Regions from separate parts of the Bos taurus genome. Here region 2 is linked to region 1. Evidence: chromatin contacts called from public Hi-C data. All regions are on one chromosome and are shown on one strand. Each heading gives the region's core, a stretch centred on a gene start, on an enhancer-like site or on the middle of the called end of the contact. The rest is flanking DNA. Distances are from core to core; before and after follow the strand shown.

Region 1 (3,725 bases), core at 338-2,837:
TTTCCCTACTTACATGGAATGTTTGCTATGCATTTCCTTACCCACCTGTCTTTTCTAAAAGCATAGTTGGGGCTCTATCTCCAGATTAGGCCCACTTATGCTATTTACTAGCTGTGTGATCCTAGAAAAGTCATTACATATCTCTGACCTTCAGTCTATAAAATGGAAAGAATAACATTACCTCCCTGAAGGCAGAAGCAGCGTAGACTAGATACTTTCCAGCTAAAGTCCATTCAGGACTTTCTCTGTCTCTTCATGTACTTATGTCCTTTTAGAAATCTTTCAATCTTTGTTGATTTTTACCTTTGATTTTTTTGTCACATATTCCTTATACCTTTCTATAATTTTTCCTTTGCTTGTACATCTTACGATTTCCATTTGCTGAATCAGTGACTGAATTTGCTTTCTGCCTGCTACCTATCCATCACCACCACCACCACACTATCTGCCGAATACCCACTCTGTACCTGGCTTTGTGCTGAGTGCTAAACATGACTTCCATAATTTCTTTCAAGAACTCTGACTGTTGAGTAATCCCATTTTATAGATAAGAAGACTGAGGCTTATAGAGGTAAAGTCACTCACTGAGTTCACATGCTAGTAAGTGGTGGAACCAGAATATGGGCCTGGGTATCTCTGACACCAAAGATGCCCACAGCTTCTGTGCCTTTCCACTAGCTACTGTTTATCCAGCACCTACCACATATAAGCCACTTAGCATGGATCACCTCTTTTTACCCTTACAACCATAGGATAAATTAGGTATTATTATTTCATTTTGCTGCTGAGGATAACAACGCTTAGAAAGAGATGTTAGGTAAGTACGCCAGAGGCACTCAGCCAATAAATGTTCTCAAGTCCAACGTCAGATGACCTCCTTTCTCCCTTCCTTTCTGCTCTATGCTTTGTGAATGAATCAGGGAATGAATGGGTCACCTTCCTTTCTTCCTCTTTTCCAGTATTCTTTGCTTTCTTTATTCTCCTTTGGAGAGAAAAAAAGATGACTTGACTTTACAAATTAAAAATCTAAAACATACTTGAAGCAAAAAAAAAAAAAAGATGGAAGGGGAGGGAGTAGCAGCCAAAAAGCATGAATAAACCAGTCCGTCTGTACTAACCTTCCACCCAGAGGTGACCACTTTCCTTTTTTTCCCCCTCCTTCCTTTCCTGCCCTTGCCTTGACATCCTCTTAGCCAGGAGCCACATTCCTTCTCCACCTCTCCCAGGACAAACTCCCTTTGGGGGTCCGACTTTCCCCGCTGCATTGCTTGGCACAACGTGCGACACACACATTTGCAAAACTAATCAAGTGTGGCGGGGACAGGGAGTCCCAGCCCGGGCTCTGGAGGCAGGAGCGGCTGCCCAGCCACACGCAGTTCCCTTTCCCTGGCCCCAGGGGTGGGGTGAGCCAGCGACTCCCTGTAACTGAGCCCCGGCTGCCCCTCATGGCCCGGGAAGTAACACAGGCCCTAGCAACGGAAAATGCCATCTGACACTCTGGGCAGCGGGCAGCATGTGCAGGGCCACCTCTGGGAGTCTTTCGTTCTAAGCCAAAGTTCAGCTGAAGGGCAGTAGCCACGCCAGAAAGTCATGTGGCTCTCATGTTGGTTAGTGTGTCACTTTGAACAGCTCTTATCTGATATTATTATGACTAACCCAGTGCTGACAGCAAGGGACAGATTATAGGGGCCATGTGACAATTATTTAAGGCATCACAGAGGGCACTCGTGCAGCTTGTATTAACCCGTTCTTTCCAGGATCACTTTCCCATAAGAGTCTGTCCCCTTGAGAGTCTGGGGGCGTGCGGAAGAAACAAAAATTTCCCCTGGACCTCAGAGGGTCCTCCTGGTTCCCACGTGGATGGCCCCTCAGTAGCAATTTATTTTTGTCCCTATAGCTTGAGTGGTACGTGCTTTTTCAGTTTAAAAAAAAAATCAATGGTGATGGTTGTTCATATTTCAAAACCTTTCTTTCCTTACACCTTGTACTGATAAAATTCTATGCCTTTGTCGTTGTTGTTGCTAAGGTTGATCTTTAAGATATTAGAGAACTGCACTGAAGTCCTAGCTAGAGAAATAGTCCTTCAGTGTCACAACTAAATGTCAGCAGTGAGAAGGCGTTCCTCCCTGCGATATGATTGGCGTCTTGGACGGGGCAAAGCAAACATAAGGAATGCTATGATTTATTATTTATATGCTGCCCTAAGTGTCCACAGAAGGGCACAATGGTCGCAGCTGCATGATGGCTGCCTTGCCAAAAATCAGATTCACAGCCACTCTTAATAGGTGCAAACTATTACATATACAATGGGTAAACAGCAAGGTCCTATTGCATAGCATAGGTAACTACATTCAATATCCTGGGCTAAAACATAATGGAAAAGAATATATTTAAAAAATGGATATATGTTTATAACTGAGTCACTTTGCAGTATAGTAGAAATTTACACAACATTGTAAATCAACCATACTTCAATAATTTTTTTTTTTAATTCACAGCCACTCATGTGGCTGAGAAGGATTTTGCTCTGATTGAAGTCATGTGAAGCAGTGTAAATGATCTTTATGTTTGAGTGAAAAGAAATGTCAACCCTTATTGGGGACTTAAAAGTAAATAAAACAGAGTGTTTGGATCAAAATGTGGATGGCATCATCTGAATCATGTCCTGGGTGCAAATATATAACCAAGTTCAGTGGGATACCCTGGGGGGAAAAACAATGGGATCTCAGAGCTTTAGGAGATGTTGGAAAACAGCCATGTTTTGAGGATTTCCTTTTGTGAGTTCAGGCCCTGTTAACATTCAGCTATAAAATGGAATAATAATAGTACCTTCCTTATTGGGTTGTTAAAAAGATTTAATGAAAAGAGACTTAGACAGACTTAGCCTAGGGCACAATGAGTGCTCAATGAAAGATGACAGGTGTTAGTCTAGTTATTATTCTTGTTATTGTCATTGTTGCATGCTTGGCAACAGAAGGCAGAAAGCTTTGAACACAGGCTTAAAATGTTGACATTTCCAGGATGATTTCAACCTTGGGGCCACTTCAGTCTTCCTACTGAGTGTCAAGCAATTCAAAACTCCTCTCTGCACATTCCCATGAATGCCGCACCCACCCTGCCCCCTCCAGGACAGTGCCTGCTACTGCCTTGGTCACTGACATCCAAAAATGTTTCCTCTTTTTTACTGTGAAGGGAACGAGACCACTTCTGGTAAAATGATAGAGCGAGTGGGAGGAGCTCTGGAGGCAGCATCAGCCTCATCCTATTGCTCCAAGCAGTTCAGCTCTGGCTCCAACTTGCATGTGCCATTCACCTGTACAACATGTCTGTGGTTCACTGGCCCCCCATCCTTAGATGGTGTTTTACGGAACATCTATTGTGATGCCGACACATGTTAGGGAGTTTCATTCATCCATCTCAAGCAACTTATCAAAGTTTTCCTTCTACCACATCCAGTGCTGCCCTCTGTCTCACTTTGTCCACAACAGTGCTTTCGCATTCTTTATAGATTGGTGCTCCGTGTCCCTCCCCATGTGACCTAACCTTTAATCCAGTTTTGGTGAGTTACTTATTCATTTATTTAACAATACTTATTGAGTGTCTGTTTTGTGCCAAACATTCTTCTAGGGCCTGGAGATACAAAAAAAAGAAGAAGAAGAACTTAGAAGCCCAGAATAATTTTGCTCCCTCTGTTCTTCCACCCACCAGAAATTGTGGATTTTCCC
Region 2 (3,725 bases), core at 711-3,210, 510 kb before region 1:
CCCGGTCAGCTGGCAGACATGCCCGCTCAATGACTGCCTCCAACAGCCTGACATATACTTTATTTCACTCAACTTATCTCAGACTCTGAGTTCACTGGGATGTTGGTTTAGTTGCTAAGTTGTGTCTGACTCTTGTGACTTCATGGGACTGTAACCCACCAGGCTCCTCTGTCCATGGAATTATCCAGGCAAGAATACTGGAGTGGGTTGGCATTCCCTTCTCCAGGGGATCTTCCTGACCCAGGGATCAAACCCACGTCTCCTGTATTATAGGCCAATTTTTTTTTACCAATTGAGCCACCAGGGAAGCCTCACTAGGGTAGGAAGTATCATAGAATTTTACTGAAAGAAGAAGTTAGATCCCTGGGGATAAGCAAACTTCTTGAGTTCAGATTTTCTGCTTGAGACCAAAGGATCTTTATTGCAGCCTCATACTCCATGGATGGCCACATAAGTTTTTATGAATTAAAATCATAGATAAGGAATAATATCCCTGTTATTTTTTTATTATGTGTGTATGAGTAAGCATTTCTACAGAAAACTTGAAACAAGTAGTCTGAGGGAGAGGGGTAGTGTTATAACTATATAGAAGCAATTTCACTTAAAAATATCTTTTAAAAAACTATTACCTATAATAAATACTTGTTCTACAAAGCTTAGAAAACACAGATAAGCAAAATGAAATCCAGTGACAATTGTCCATCATTTCTCTACTTCAGATATAGAGACAAGCATGCCATCTATCCTTTTTTTCTATGCATATATGTTTTTTAAAAAAAGCAGTCTCATAATTTCTTTTGAAGTTTAATATGGTACACATCTTTATGTGTCAATAAATTATTTCTATATCATCACTTTTAATGACTACAAAGTGATCTGCTGTATGAACAGACCATAATGTATTTTACCAACCTCTTATGGTTGGACATTTGGGTTGCTTCCAAATTTTTACTGTAACGAAGCAATATTACAGTGAACGCCCTTGACCATATATATATATATATCTTTGTGCAATTGATCTTGACCGATCATTTCATAGATGAATCTACAGAGACCAGAAAGGTTATGAAATTTATCTGAGAGGCAGAACCAGGCAGAACCAGGACCAGATTTCTGGGATTTTAGGTCCCTGCCTAGGAGGACCTGTTTCCCTGTTACATCAGTGGAGGCTGCTGGGCGATGTCTACACCTTCCTGTGAAAAGGGAGGAATCTGTGGCCGGTGCTGGGGATCATGCAGCATCAGGGCTAAGCTACCCTCAGAAGGAGAAAGTCAAATTAAAAACAGACAGATAACATTACTTTATTGCTTTAACACTGTTAGTACAATTCTTTAAGTCCTTTCTTCCTGTTCTTCTATTATGTTGTATTCCCTGAGTTTCTTTCCTTCTTCTCTGATCTTCCATCTCCCTCCCTCCTTCCCTCTGTTCCTTCTTTTCTCTCTCCCTTTCCTTGCCTTCCGTTCCCCTCCCCTCCCTTCCACTCTTCTTTCCTTTATCCCTCTGTCTGACAAGTATTGATACTACTCGAGTTTCTATCTTCACATTTCTTTTCTACTATTTCCCTGTTTTAATGGCTTCATCTACCACTTCTAGACAAATGATTCCCAAATCTGAAGCTTCTCTCATGATGTCTCTCCCAAAGGCCAGTCCTAGACTTCCTACCCACTGTTAGAACTTTGTATCCCTGGACCCCACACTTCTAATGAATGCCACTCGTTTCCCCAGGCTGGAATGTCCTGCCAAGTCTCACCAGTCCTATTTCTGGCACTCAGCCTCCCTCTGCATTCCCACTCCTTCTGCCCTGATTCTGAGGCATATTACCTCTTGCCTGGACTGTGACCATGGCCTCTTACATGGTCCCCCGGCCTTTCTTCTCTCCCTGGGTAATTCATCCTGCCTGGGCTTGGTGCACGAATCTACTGAGGTCACTGCTCTGACCTGCACTATCTACTGAATAGATTCCAAAACTGTTAGCCTGGCCTTCAAGACTTTGTGTACTTTGACCCTAAACTACCTTCCTAGCCTCATCTAACCTCTTTCTCTCGAATGGACATTGTGTTTCAGTCCAGTTGGGCTCCCTGTTAACACACTTACCTAATAACTGACTTTGAGCCTTGATTGGGCCAGTTCCTGGACCTGAAGTTCCTGTTCCCGTCGGCCTCTTGAGATCTTAAAAAGATGAATGCCACCTCTTCCATGAAGCCTTCCCTGGTTCCTTGAGTCATAGGTGATCCTGTCCTTCTTTGATTGATCACAACGCTTTGTGGGCAATGGTAAGCAGCCACTGTAGCTATGTCCCACTTGGATTTTCAGCTCCTCATGGGGAAGAACACGTGTCTTCCTCTAAACCCTACTTTCTCAAACCCTTTTCCTATAAAATTAGTGTCTCCTTTATAGTAGGTTCTCAGAAAGTATTTGTTGATTAGTTAAAGAGTTTGGGGTTTAAGAAATTTTACATACATTTATCAGAAGTATAGCCACAGTACAAAACAAATTTTAAGGGCTTGCTGTTTTTAAAGCAAAACAAACTATGTGTGTGTGTGTGTGTGTGTGTGCGTGCGCTCAGTTGCTCGGTTGTGTTTGACTTTTAGCTGCTACTTATCAAATCTTCTCCTTGTTCAGTGTTCTGGAAATACATATGATTGGGATTCAAAAATAAGTGGTCAGAATGTCAGTAGAGTTGTCTGGATAGATACACTTTTGAAAGTGAGAACCCTTTTCTCTGACCCTTCTGCTCCATTCCTTCTAGCAGAAAGGTCATAGGATTGAAGTCATTACACTTGACTTCTGTTCCTTGTAAACTGTGTGACCCTGAGCAACTTTTCTCACTTGTGACATAGTGATGCCTACTGTATTACTTCAGAGTTACATTTGGCTGTTGGTAACAGACATTTGATACGGTGGCTTGAGAAAAGATTTTCATGTGCTATAGCTGTTAATGACCCCAGCTTCTGCTTTCTGTTTTCCCTCTTGGTGTGTGGTGTTAATTTCCAAGGTAGCCTCAGAGACCAAAATGGCTGCTTGAGCTCCAGCTTTCTTATCAACATTCCCAGCAAGGAGGAGGAAGGGACCAAGGCCACCTCTTCCTAGTTGAGTAAGCTCCCTTTAAATAGTTTAAAGGAGTTTTCTAGAAGTTACACTCAACAATGTTGGCTTAGAGCTGGTACAGTACTTTTCAGCTGCAGTTACATAGTTGAAACACAAGAGGACTTTTTAAAAGTACCTATGCCAGTGTCTCACTGCAAATAAATCAGAAGCTTCATGGTTCGAGTCAGGACTCAATATTTTAAAATAATCTCAGGTGATCCAGTTGCATAACTCAGGTTGAGGATCCCCGAGGTGGGGTGACTATATAATTGATAATCCAAATGGGGACACTTGAGCATAAAAGAGGGACAACTGGCTTAAACTGAGCCTGTCCTGGGCACACCCAGAGGTACAGTGATACATATTATAGTTTATCCTCTACCCTTATCTGCTACATGGCTAGGCATGTATTTTCCTACTGATCTGGAAGGAGAAAATGGAAGCGGAGAAAAGATATTGGTTAAAGGCTCTCAGGGTTCTCTCCAGTTCTTACTCAAGTTTTACGGCAGGGTTAATGAGATGAATGTACATAAAATCACTTTGTAAGGTACAGGGTTTCAGAGATGTGGTTATAAATAAAATGATCATAATTTAGGACGCATAAGTATATTTCATGGCCAGAAGGAACACAGTTTGGA

The links. A called contact is a pair of places that touch in the nucleus more often than the background predicts.
Region 2: a contact with region 1 is called in a Hi-C map of liver, with 4 times the contacts expected there. The contact joins two enhancer-like sites. A contact is called at or near these places in 2 of 11 Hi-C or Micro-C datasets (blastocyst and liver).

The regions. Positions count from the first base shown.
Region 1 is chr6:43,526,888-43,530,612 of ARS-UCD2.0, reverse strand. It overlaps a transcript of PPARGC1A not described here. Among named protein-coding and RNA genes, the nearest start is that of PPARGC1A, 41 kb to the right of the region's middle. Within about 2 kb of position 1,587, at least 28 of the 102 cell types and tissues checked have an H3K27ac peak or open chromatin away from gene starts, as enhancers often do. A contact at or near this core is called in liver, where this site is marked.
Region 2 is chr6:44,034,771-44,038,495 of ARS-UCD2.0, reverse strand. It overlaps a transcript of PPARGC1A not described here. Among named protein-coding and RNA genes, the nearest start is that of DHX15, 150 kb to the left of the region's middle. Within about 2 kb of position 1,960, at least 3 of the 102 cell types and tissues checked have an H3K27ac peak or open chromatin away from gene starts, as enhancers often do. A contact at or near this core is called in liver, where this site is marked.